Regions from separate parts of the Mus musculus genome. Here region 2 is linked to region 1. Evidence: chromatin contacts called from public promoter capture Hi-C data. All regions are on one chromosome and are shown on one strand. Each heading gives the region's core, a stretch centred on a gene start, on an enhancer-like site or on the middle of the called end of the contact. The rest is flanking DNA. Distances are from core to core; before and after follow the strand shown. Region 1 holds the start of Rec8 (REC8 meiotic recombination protein). Region 2 holds the start of Tgm1 (transglutaminase 1, K polypeptide).

Evidence for each region. Capture Hi-C pulls out chosen DNA fragments and counts their contacts.
Region 2: a contact with region 1 is called in a promoter capture Hi-C map of adipose tissue. The contact joins the promoter of Tgm1 here to the promoter of Rec8 in region 1. A contact is called at or near these places in 11 of 39 promoter capture datasets (the C10 cell line, cranial neural crest, embryonic stem cells and 6 more), 2 of 15 datasets of contacts at CTCF or cohesin (CD8 T cells and large pre-B cells), 5 of 484 Hi-C or Micro-C datasets (B cells, effector CD8 T cells, embryonic stem cells and 2 more), 10 of 115 datasets of contacts at active chromatin or transcription factors (CD8 T cells, the HPC-7 cell line, the SCID.adh cell line and 4 more) and 4 of 9 other capture datasets (adipose tissue, embryonic stem cells, liver and 1 more).

The regions. Positions count from the first base shown.
Region 1 is chr14:55,616,778-55,623,053 of GRCm38.p6, reverse strand. It overlaps Rec8 (REC8 meiotic recombination protein), which reads right to left and starts at 4,888. Exons shown (of 20, transcript NM_020002.3): 1 at 4,701-4,888; 2 at 4,396-4,508; 3 at 4,244-4,312; 4 at 4,014-4,156; 5 at 3,858-3,933; 6 at 3,354-3,474; 7 at 1,735-1,819; 8 at 760-839; 9 at 492-627; 10 at 337-409; 11 at 169-260. The coding sequence starts at 4,451.
Region 2 is chr14:55,710,177-55,716,460 of GRCm38.p6, reverse strand. Tgm1 (transglutaminase 1, K polypeptide) reads left to right here and starts at 2,969. Exons shown (of 15, transcript NM_001161714.1): 1 at 2,969-3,074; 2 at 3,707-4,027; 3 at 4,172-4,360; 4 at 5,274-5,522; 5 at 5,875-5,993. The coding sequence starts at 3,712. It overlaps Rabggta (Rab geranylgeranyl transferase, a subunit), which reads left to right. Exons shown (of 17, transcript NM_001360387.1): 17 at 1-597. The coding sequence ends at 71.

The DNA.
Region 1 (6,276 bases), core at 3,639-6,138:
CTGCAAGTGATTGGGCTACAGACACAAGCTCCACAGTAGACTAGTCCTCACTCTTACAGCTACCAGCACAAGAAGCCACCCAGGGTCTCCCTCAGAAGGTGGTGGGTACAGGCTTTTGTCTCTGCTACTGTGCAAGTGTTCTTAAAGGACCCAGTGATGGACACTTACCAGTGAGTAGGGCCCCAGGCTCCCAGCCTGTCATCTTCTGTACCTCAGGAGGGAAGACCTGGCCTGGTAGTGCTTCTTGTATCCCTTCCACCCTGAGGGGAAATAGGCAGATAAGGAAACCCTTCCCAGCAGTGACCCCTTGCCTGGTTCAGGGATTCCTGCTCTTACTGCGCAGGAGCTGGAGGTGAGAGTGCCGAGACCAAACCAGCACCTTCTAGGGCCCGGGGTTCTTCCCTGGATTCTGCAGAAAGAAGATCAGAACGGTTAGGAGAGAGGAGGACAGGACACTGTCCATTCCCAGGTTGGCTGTACAGGGATCTGACCATCCAGTGGTAGTGAAGCTCTCCGCTGTCGGAGAAGCCTGCCTCTCTGACGTTCCTCTAGCAAGATGGCGTCATCTTTCTCTGCGATCAGCAGTTCTAAGTCTCCTCGACTGATCTCTGGGAGATCCTGCTCTCCCTACGGAGAGGGGGAGAGTAGATTTTTGGAGTCTGAGCCTAAGGAAGGCCCCTGGGTCTATGGGGACAGAATGGGGACATGGGAAGGTGGCAGAAGCACAGGGATGCAGTGAGACTGGATGGGGGAACTCACTTCAATCTGCAGCATGCGGATGGGCTCTGCCTCCTGTAAGGTGATGACCTCAGGGGACTGCACGGTGGCCAAGGTCCTGTCTGGAAGGGTAGGAAAGTCATACCGGGTCTACTGCTTCTAAGTTGTTGGGGCAAAAACATGGACTTTGGAGCCTAAGAGCCAGGCAAGTTACTAGCAAATATCCCAAATGCTTTTCTTTTTTGTTTGTTTTTGAGACAGGGTCTTGCTATATAACCCTGGCTATCTTGGAACTCATTCTGTAGACCAGGCTGGCCTCAAACTCAGATAAGCCTGCCTCTGACTCCCCAGTGCTGGGACTAAATATACCATCACCACGCCTGGCTCTGCCTCCACTTTCTGAGTCCTGGGATTACTGATGTCCACTTGAGACTTTGTTTTGTTTTGTTTTTCGAGACAGGGTTTCTCTGTGTAGCTCTGGCTGTCTTGGAAATCACTCTGTAGACCAGGCTGACTTTGAACTCAGAGATCCACCTGCCTCTGCCTCCCAAGTGCTGGGATGAAAGGTGTACACCATCACTGCCCAGCTAAGATTTATTTATTATTATATCTTAAGTACATTGTAACTGACTTCAGAGGCACCAGAAGGGGGCATTAGATCTCATTATGGGTGGTTGTGAGCCACCATGTAGTTGCTGGGATTTGAACTCAGGACCTTTGGAAGAGCAGTCAGTGCTCTTAACCACTGAGCCATCTCTCCAGCGCCCCCCCTCCCCCTTTTTAAAGTAAATGTTTAAATGATCTCCTTAACCGGTCTTAGCTGGCTTTGAACTCAGTACTTAAGCCAGGCATGTGTTGTACTTGGAGTTTTCCCATCTCAGCTCCTCTAGGAGATGGGGTTACAGGTGTGGATCACTGGGGCCAACTGGGCCTGGCTTTTTTTTTTTTTTTTTAAAGTGGTATTTTTCAGCCCTTGGGGATTCTGCACCCTTTTACAGCAAGATTCTCTCTGCTAACCAGGCTTCCTGGGGTCTGGAGTGGCTTCAGGAAGGGTCTCCTTACGAGTTTTTTCCGGGGTTGCAGCCTCTAAAAGGTGTCGAATCTTTGGGAAGAAATTGGGAAGAAAAGATAGGTCTCATCTTTAGTCCTCTGTATCCTCTCTTCACACACTAGGTGCACACTGGACACCTATCTGGCAGTATCTCTATTTTTTATCTTGGAATTTTAGCTTTCTTCTTCTATTTATTTGTTTTTGAGACAGGTCTTATTGTGTAGCCCAGGTTGGCCTAAAAATTGTTTTAAAATACTTTATGTATGTTTGTATGCACCCTTGGAGGTCAGAAGAGGGCAATAGATGTTGGATCCCCAGAGCTGGAGTTATAGGTGGCTGAAGGCTGGTGGTGAAGTCCTGTCCTATGCAAGAGCAGGACACACAACCACTGAGCCATAGTTCCAGTCCTTTCCTGCTTGACAGCTCTCCTCCCTGAGACTTTTTAAAAAAGATTTATCTATTGATTTTATATATACACGAGTGTTCTATCTGCATGTAAGTCACCATGTGATTGCTGGGAATTGAACTCAGGACCTCTGGAAGAGCCACCAGTATTCTTAACCACTGAGCCATCTCTCCAGCCCTCCTTGAGACTCTTGAATTCTTATTTTAGCTTACATTACCACATCCAGTGTGAGTGTGTATGTGTGTAGTATGTCTGTATGTGTGAGTGTGTTTGGGGAATCAAATCTAGGGCCTTGTACATGGTAAGCAAATACTCTACCAGTAGACTACCCCTCCAGCCCTAACAGATGTTTGTGCCATTTGACAACAGTATGTCAGAGGCCACCACCACCTAGTGTCCCTCCTGTCCCGGCCCTAAGCTCACCCCCCAAATTAGCCTGGTCAATTTGTGTTGTCATGGGTAGCTGGTGGTGGAGACAAATTTGTGTACAATTCTAATAGATCTATGAAAAAGCAGCCTTAGCAAAGCATTCAGATTCCAGGCATCATTTACTTTTGGCTTCAAGTGGGATGATTTCATGGAAAGGGTGGCATCTGAGCTAAGTCTGGAAGGACAAGTAGAACCTGACTAGCAGAGAATGACTGGCCACTCTTACACTGTTGGGATGCTCACTGTCACAAGTAATTGTGGCACCTATGGGACATGTGCAATGGGCTGGGGTTTGGGAACTAAGGTGTCTAGAGAAGAGGACAGAGTAGGGATGAGAACCCCTAAATCCAGGTACCGAGGGATCCCTGGATGCTGTTACTGTCTGCATTCAGGACCCGCTGCTTAGATGGGAAATGGTGGCTGGAGTAATGTAATCTAAGTTGTGGGAGATGGAAGAAGACAGGGAAGAAAAGCCAACATAACCAGGTGAAGCCTGAGAGTAGGGTCTCGGTGGTGGGAACGGTGGGAGGTGGCAGGGAGAACACCTCTGGCGAGGACACCATCCTATCAGGTTGGCCCTTTCGTAAGCAGGATCTGGGGCTCTGCTTGCTTGCACCCAGCAACCCCCTTGTTCCATGGCAATGTCCCATTCCTAAATCTCAGCTCCAGAGTGACAGGAACACCAACTAACTCCTCCTCCTACGCTGTTATCTCGTGATTTCTGAGGGGTCCTAAGGGAGTGAACCCTACCTGAGGAATATCAAAAGGACTGGGAAGTCTAGGATCCACAGACATCTTCCCAAAAAAGGGTTCTGGGGCATCTTCCAGCGTCTCCATCATGGCCAGGCAGTTGGGAAGAAGCAAGCTAGGTCTGGGCGAGAACAGGGATGTAAAGGAGAGAGACTGAGGGTGAGTGGGATGGCTCGGCTGGTAAAGGTGATGCCACCAAACCCCACAGTCCCTAATTTCATCCCTGAATTTGAACTAGCATAAGGAAGAGAGCCCACTTTATTGGCTGTTCTCTGACCTCCACATGCATACAGTGCCCTCTCTCCCTACCCCCTTCCCGATCCTCTACCCCTACTCTCTCTCTCTCTCTCTCTCTCTCCTCTCTCTCTCTCTCTCTCTCTCTCTCTCTCTCTCTCTCTCTCTCTCACACACACACACACACACACACACACACACACACACACACACACACAATGCACGAGGCCAAGCAGCTTGGTATGGATGGTTTCAGTCCCAGGGCCTCACAGGTCAGCCTCCTCCATATCAATGCGAATCCGCAGCTGGGCACGATGTAGGTGCTCCAGGATATGCTGGATGTCTTCTGTGGGTGAAAACGGTAAAATAAACAACCTAGTCATGGCTCCTTCAGCTCTAGCCCACCTCTGGAGTCTCTAGCCTTACCCACAAGGTACTGGCACTGTTGAAAGTAGACCCTTATCACACCAATCTGAAGCTGGGCGGAGAGATAGAGGGAGAAGCGGGGGCGGGGCAGCCCGGCCACCGGAGGTTGCACTCTTACCAGCACATAATTGAGGATTTCCTCGCTGGGAGAACAAGAAGCCCTGATCAATGCAACACCCAAAAACCAGAAGCCCCACACCAGCGATTCCTCCCTCTTTTCTGGATCTTACCAGGTCTTTACCACATTCACATTTAGGTATTCACGCTTCACCAAACGGCTGCCTCGGGTTGCTGCCAGCCTGGAGGGGTGGGGGCAGGAACGGCTTGTCAAGGGGAGATCCCACTACCTGGCTCCTGGCATAGCCATCAGCCCTGTGCTCACCAGATGGTGGCGAAGCAGCCTGTGTGGCGCTGAAGCACGTTAGGATAGTAGAACATCTTTGCTCCTGGGTTCACCTTCCCTGCACCAATCCCGTTTGGATCTCAATCCGAATTCTTGAGAATACGAGATTTCCAGCACCATTGAAGAGTAGGAATTTGGACGGGGGTGTGGTAGATATGGATGCAAAAAGCCCAATTAGTAAAACGACTGACTATACAACTGAATTAGGAGGTAACCAAAGACACAGGAGCTAAGCATCCCTCCTTTGGCCATTCCTAAAAAGGTCTGCACAACGCGCACCATACCATCAGGATTCTGTCCAGGCAGAGATGCGGAGCTCCAAGAAAAACCCGGGCAGAGACACAGAACAGATCTTCAAAGAAGACTGAGTCCTCTTCTGGTCAAGAGGCCTTCTTCGACTCTGCTGCCCGCCACCACCACCACCACCACCACCACCACCGCCGCCGCCGCCGTAGTCGTCGTCGTTGAGCTTCTGGACCTTGCTCTAGGTCCTGTCGCCCTCCAGCGGGATCAGGTGCACACTCTCCAAGGCTTTGTACCACCGACAGCCAATGAGAAGCCGCGCCAGAAGAAACTCAAAGACTCCTGGAGCCAGGCAGCAGAACTCAGTTCCAGGCCATAGGCTCTTGGAGAATAGTCGCCAGCCAATCACGAGAATTCTGAGCGCTACCAAGGCATTGTGAGGTGTTCTGGCCAATGGCCTCTCGTTCTCGGGTAGTAACAAGGACTTCGCCAAGGTGCAAAGCTGACCAATAAACGGAGAGAAAATCCAGTCTCTCTCCCTGGCGACAGCTGACAAAGTATCTTTTAGGAGCCGGGGTCATGTGAAGGGCAGATGCCTTGGTGCTGTTTATGATACAGAGATGTAAGAGAAGGTACCTTGCCTGAGCATAGGACCTGTCCTTACTCCTAAATTTCACCAACCCGATTTTGTGCCCAGTAAGGGTCTGTGCTGTGCTAAGTGCAAGAAACTGTGTGAGGTGGCCTTTTATTCAACAAGAAAGAAAACAGCCAAGGGAGCTGTAACTACAAACTCCTATAATCTCAGCTGCTACTTGGAAGGGAGGCAGGTTCAAAGCCAGCCTAGACAATTTGAACACTAGCTCTAAGCAAAAAACAAAACAGGCCAAGAGTGGTGTGCACACCTCTTGAAGGGACTGAGGTAGCAGAATAAACTCTACTATAAGCTGCTGTACTTGGAAAAAGCTACTGCCTGCTGTCCTTGAAGCGATATGCCCCCCAGCATTGAGAGGCCAACATTCCTTTACCCTTTCATGTAATGCCAGGGCTAAGAAACCCCTGCTTGCAGGTTTTTTTCCTTTATAAACCCCTTCACCTAGAGCTGGGGTCACTCTCCTTCCTGTTCCATCAGGAAGGTTTGTAGCCCAAGCTCGAGCTTGAATAAAGACTCTCACAAGTATTTGCATCAGAATTGGGGGCCCTGGTGGTCTCTTGGGGAAGCAGGGGTCTCATGAGCTGGGCATAATACTTTTATCTCAGCAACAGGAGGATCTCTTAAGAGTTTGAGACTGGCCTGGTCTACAGACCAGTTAGGGAGAGATAATGAAATCCTGTCTCAAAAAAAAAAAAAAAAAAAAAGTAAAAAGTAAAAAGTAAAAACTGGGCTGGAGATGTGGAAATGTAGCTCAGTCGTAGAAAGCCTGACTGGCATATATGTGTATATACATATATACACATATGCATATTCACATATATACATATGTACACACATACACACACAAGGCCCTGAGCTCAGCTCAGTACTGCAAGAAAGGGAAACGACAACAACAAAAACCAGCCTTTGATCCAAGCACTCTGAAGCCAGAGTCCCACGAATCCTGTGAGTCTGAGGCCATGATG
Region 2 (6,284 bases), core at 1,720-4,219, 95 kb before region 1:
TGTGCCAAGAAGAGGGCATCCGGGAGCGTTTGGCTGAGATGCTACCGTCCGTCAGCAGCATCCTCACCTAGGAGGCCCCATCTCACCCTCACCCTTTAACTTATTGGGACTGAATAAAGACTGGAGAGGCCCCTCTAGGCTGCCAAGCTACCATTACTGCTGCCCTGACAACACTTCCTCCATTACCACCACTGTGCATTTTGGAAAAAGGAAGGGAGGGGCTCTCTGGGGTATGGGGCCACTGTCCTGTGATTCTGTCTACCAAGACCCTCAGTGTTTATGGCTGGTCAGGACCAGGGCTGGGTCTGAGTTCACCATCAGTTTTGGGCTATCGTGGTGCCTGAGCTTGAAGCTGGGATAGGAATTAGGATCAGGTTGTGGTTTGGACTGCTCATCAGAAGAGCTGTCTCGGGGCTGGAGAGATGGCTCAGCGGTTAAGAGCGCTGACTGTTCTTCTGAAAGTCCTGAGTTCAAATCCCAGCAACCACATGGTGGCTCATAACCATCTGTAATAAGATCTGACACCCTCTTCTGGTGTCTGAAGACAGCTACAGTGTACTTACATATAATAATAAATAAATCTTTAAGAAAAGAAAAGCTTTCTCACCGGGCAGTGGTGTCACAGGCCTTTAATCCTAGCACTTGGGAGGCAAAGGCAGGCAGATTTCTGAGTTAGAGGCCAGCCTGGTCTACAGAGTGAGTTACAGGACAGCCAGGGCTATACAGAAAAACCCTGTCTTGAAAGAACAAAAACAAAAAGCCAGAAGAGCTGTCTCTAGCTGGAAAAGACTGTGAACCTTTCTCCTGTGAGCCTGCCACCTTCAGCCTTTCTGCCCTGGCCCCCGTTTTACTCACAACTGAGTAGGCTCAGGACCTCTCAGTGTTTGAGGAAGAATGTGTCACAGCATCTTGCCCCACCCGGTTCAAATGACAATATTGGTCTCTGTGGATTACATTCTGTGGTTGAAAAGCCCTTGGGAACTCTGGTCCCATTTGATCCTCATACACTCAGGGATGAGATGATTAAAACATTTGAACTGACAAACTGTTCTGACCTGCCCAGGGTTGCTGAGCTCTGCATGCTGAAGCCACATACTAAACTCTTTGCTTTAGTGATTTAGCGCTTTTCCTGTTTCTATATTAATATAGAATGATTAAACAGAGGCCTGGCCTCAACTTGCCAAGGTATTTAGATGGGAGTCTACTCCTGAGGTGCACCCCACTACACTGTTGTGGCTTTGAAAGCCGCAGGGAACAAGGGCTCGAGGGAGTGGCTCAGGGGTTAGGGCAATGAGTCAACCTTAGCATAGTGGGAAAAGAGGGTGACTGGTTAAAAGAAGAAGAGTGTAGCAAAACCAGGCACTTTCCTGCTTCACTGGAATCTGCCGGGCACACGTGTGCTCACATGCCCCGCCCCTTGAAGCCACTCCTCTTCTTGTATCCTAAGTGATACACAAACAGTCCCCAAGTGAAGCCCTTTGGCTGACCCGCCACACACCTGCCTTGAATTTTGGTCTTCATTGCTATGTGTTAGAAGTCTGCTAGGTTCCAAGGCTTGCCAGCTGAACAGGGAAAAACTCACACCATGCTTACTGTCAGCCTTCTTCTGTAATCCCAGCACTTGGGAGGTTAAAGCAGGAGAGTTACTGTGAGCTCAAAGTCTGCCTGGGCTATATGTGAGATCATTTCAAAACAAACAAAAAACAAAAACAAACAAAAAAACCAAACAACCAATCAGTGTATATGTAGATCCTGGAGCTGTTCCTACTTCCCTGGATACCTTTGTACAGGATACATTTCCAAACAGATTGCTGCCTAGGATGCTGCTTTGTGTCTGTCTTTCTTTTCTTTTCTTTTCTTTTCTTTTCTTTTCTTTTCTTTTTCTTTCTTTTTTTTTTTTTTTTTTTGCCAATGCTATTTTCACTATCTTTGATGGTGGCCCATGGAGCGGAGTGAAGAGGTCCTAGTTGTCGGTGCGGTGCCTCGGACAGGGCCAGAGAGAGCCTCCCTAAAGCTGTCTGGCTCCTCTCTGCCTTGGGGCAGTTTTAATGACATCTCTGACGGTTCACCCAGAGCCAGGGCAGGAGCTGGAAAGGACAGAGAGTGTGTTCCTGGAGCCGGTTGGTCTGGATTCTCAAGAAGAATTCCAGGCTGCAAATGAGGGGAAATGCTTACCTCCAGCTGATGAGACACTCTCAGTGAAAGAAGGGAATACCAGGTAGCCTGGGGAGGAGGCTCCTGTCCACCCAGACCTGAAAGCAAGCCAAGACCTAAGCCTTCCCGAGACTTTCAAGCTGGGAGGATCTCGAACTTAGAAGAAACAGAGATAGCCCACTCATTCTGGGGGCTGTGGAACAGCTGAAAGAGAGACAGAAGGGTGCAGTATGCTGAGGGGCATGAGAAGACCTGGTAGAGCTGGCTGGTCAGGGACTGACAGGTGGAGCCAGTTTGAGGGCCTGGCCGCTGATGTCATCTGTCTGCAGCCTGAGGTACTGGGACCTTCCTAGGCAAAAGAAGTTCCAGTCCCAGGGACCAGTTTCACAGGGCCAAGCCCGGTGGGTGCTACAAGAGAGCTTAGCAGCAGGGCCCTCTGAGAGCAAAAGGAGGCATCTCCAGCTAGGGAACAGATCTGCCCTGCAGGCCTGAGTGGAAGAGCCCTTCTCTTTGCTCTCTGAACACCTAGTGTGGTAAGAATCAAGTTGGTGTGGGATCCGTCACCAAACGCCTTTCCTTTTCACTTCAGCCTCAGGTCTGACAGAACTTTGATCCGGACCCCCTCCTTAGCATGACCTCAGTTCCTAGAAAGGAGAAAGTGGGTGGAGCCAGTCTTTCCCGCCCCTACCAGAGGACAGCCCCCAGAGACTGGCCTCTTGACAGGAGGGATGAAGCAACCCTCTTCCCCTTTTCCCAGAAACTCGGCCCCGCCTCCCCTCCCCTCATAAACTGCTTACCCGGCCCGCCCTACACCTTCCACTCGCGTGGCTACGTCCAGCCTGTTGGTCCCGTCCCAAACGCCCTGACCTGCTCCACCCGGGCCCGGGACCCGGTGGTGCCATCACCAACACCGCTGCCAGGTGAGAGGCTCCAGCTTACACCTTACCTCAGTGCTGAGCCACAGCGGGCCTTCGCTGTCAAGGGACACACAGCCCAAGCCCAGAAAGGACCGATCTCCAGTGCGTACCTGCTGTGGGCTGAGACCCAATTTTCCTGGGGCCAAACTCTGCTTACGCCTGCTGTGCCATCTCCGCAGCCCTGCCTGAAGTTTGTCCAGACGTGAGGCATGTCGGGGGACTCTGACCCCTATGCCTCCTACCTGCTGTTAAATAGTCCTAGAGGCTGGACCTCTAAACTGAGAAGCCAGCGGGTGGAGAGACCGATATATACAGGGTTTGGAGGTGTTCTCTTAGGCAACTGTGCATTTCCTCAGATGGATCTTCAATGGTTTCTCCACTGGACATCTGTTTTTTAGTATGATTTGAGAGTGTCTATAGCAAGGTGGAGAGGAGGTTTTTCTCTGCAATATAAGGTGCTTCTTCTGGGTGACTGAATAGGGTCTTTGGGGCATCTCAGGGTGAGAATGTGATTATCCCAGTCACCTAGCTGGTACTGAACCAATTTCTCTGGATAGAGTTTCTGGGTGGGTGGGATGGACATCCCAGGCACAGGAGATCTGAGTGAATGAGCACCCTCTGTCTCTTCTACACAGGCACAATGGAAGGTCCTCGCTCAGACGTGGGCCGCTGGGGCAGGAGCCCCTGGCAGCCCCCTACAACACCGTCACCGGAGCCAGAGCCGGTGCCGGAGCCAGACAGACGCTCGCGCTCCCGCCGAGGAGGAGGCCGCTCCTTCTGGGCTCGTTGTTGTGGCTGCTGCTCATGTGGGAACAGAGGGGACGATGACTGGGGACCTGAACCTTCTGGCTCCAGAAGCAGAGGGACCAGCTCCCGGGGTAGGGACTCTCGGGGTGGCCGAAGACCCGAGTCTCGGGGCAGTGGTGTAAATGCAGCTGGAGATGGCACCATCCGAGGTGAGATTACACACCTTAACCTAGAGCTGAGCCTTTATGGAACCTAAGGTTTATCCTGGCATCTCTAAGGGGGCTTCTGAGACTTCTGAGGAGGGACTGGGCTCTTCGTGAACTCTTCACTGACCCATGGATGTGGTTTCACAGAGGGAATGCTGGTTGTGACTGGTGTGGATCTGCTGTGCTCACGATCAGACCAGAACCGCCGAGAGCACCACACGGATGAGTTTGAATATGATGAGCTGATTGTGCGCCGTGGGCAGCCCTTCCACATGATCCTTTTCTTGAACCGGGAATATGAGTCCTCTGATCGCATTGCCCTTGAGCTCCTCATTGGTGAGTGGGACCTGGAATGGGAAGGGTAAAGCCCCTAGACTTGAAGGGCTGGTGTTAGGTTAGAGAGGTCTTTAGGCTCCTCCCCGGCACTCCTCACCTCTGCCAAAAGAGGCTGGTGCCGGATTCATAGTGCTCCCCTAGTGGTGCTCTCAGAAAAGATGTGGTCCTGCAGTTTCCTCAAGCTGGCTTTCCACAAGCCTCCAGAGGCAACTGTCTTTCTCACAGTGCTGGCCCCTGTGTCTCCTTCAGCACGGTTGACTCCATGTCTCCATGTGCCCCTCTTTCTGGGTCTTGCTGGGTCATCCCCCTAGCCCCCATCTATCAATCTCTCTGCCTTTTTATCACAAGGCCCAAGGCAGGTGCCTCCCTCACCATGTTGCCTGGTGACCGTTGACTGCTCAGGCTGGTGATTATACAGCTACTGGGGGCGGGCGGGTGACTCTTCTAACCCTTTGATTACAGCCCAGCCATGCACACCCCAGTCTCTAATTTCCCAGGTACCCCTACCACCTCCAGAAATGCTCTGGGCTCTAGAAGCAGTGACCCCAGAGAGCCACTCTGCCCTTTAGTATCTGGAGTATTCTTTCCTATGGGGCAAATGGATTGGATTCAATTCTCTCCTTTTAGTCCTGTAGGACAGTAGTGACAATGGCCCCAGTGTCCCCTCCCCACTTGAGTTCATTGTCGGGGAAACAGGTTTGGGATGTTGGACTGGGGTTCTGCCCTGACATGCGGGAGAGCACGGGGCGGCCACCAAGCTGCCCTAAGGAAGATTGTCACAGGCTGGTGTGGTAACTACTTAGGGACACATAAATTGGCTCATAGACACTGGGTGGGGTTGAATGAATTCCTAGTCTCTCCCCACTTCCAGAGCGACTCGCTCACTGCCTAGTTGCTGGTCTTGTTACTCTAGGAAGCAATCCGGAGGTGGGCAAGGGCACCCACGTGATCATCCCAGTGGGTAAGGGAGGCAGTGGTGGCTGGAAGGCCCAAGTGACTAAGAACAACGGACACAACCTAAACCTACGCGTCCACACCTCCCCCAATGCCATCATTGGCAAGTTTCAGTTCACTGTCCGCACCCGCTCTGAAGCTGGAGAGTTCCAGTTGCCCTTTGACCCCCGCAATGAGATCTACATCCTCTTCAATCCCTGGTGCCCAGGTAAGCCAGCTGGGGTCAAGAGCAGAGGGCAGGTGGGTCAGGACTTCCTTTCCTGAGATCCAGGTGGGTGTCTGGACATCTGGTCATAGGAAAAGACACCCTCCCATTGTCCAGGAGAGGAGACTGAGGCCCAGTATAGAAAAGAGTCCCACCTCACTTCTGATAAAGGGTCCTGGCCACAGCCAATCTTTCTCACCATCCTTCCTTAGAGCAGTCCGATTAGGCTAGAAGCACCCCCAATCCCACCCCCACCCCCACCCCATAGGGATGAGTCCTGCAGACCCGGCAGAGGGGAAGGCAGGGCCCTTGAAGAAAATAGATAGGATTTGCAATTTATTTTCTGGGGATACAGAGGACATAGTGTATGTGGACCATGAGGACTGGCGGCAAGAATATGTGCTTAATGAGTCTGGAAGAATCTACTATGGAACAGAAGCACAGATTGGCGAACGAACCTGGAACTATGGTCAGGTATGGCTGGGCTCGCATCCCTTTCTTTCTTTCTTTCTTTCTTTCTTTCTTTCTTTCTTTCTTTCTTTCTTTCTTTCTCTCTCTCTCTCTCTCTCTCTCTCTCTCTCTCTTACTTTCCTTCTTTTTTTCTTCCTTTCTCTCTCTTTTGTTTTGTTTTTTTGTTTGTTTGTTTGTTTTGGGTTTTTTTTTTTTGAGACAGGATTTCTCTGTGTAGTGTTGGCTGTCCTGGAACTCACTCTGTGGACCAGACTGGCCTTGAACTTACAGAGATCTACCCACCTTTGGCTCCTG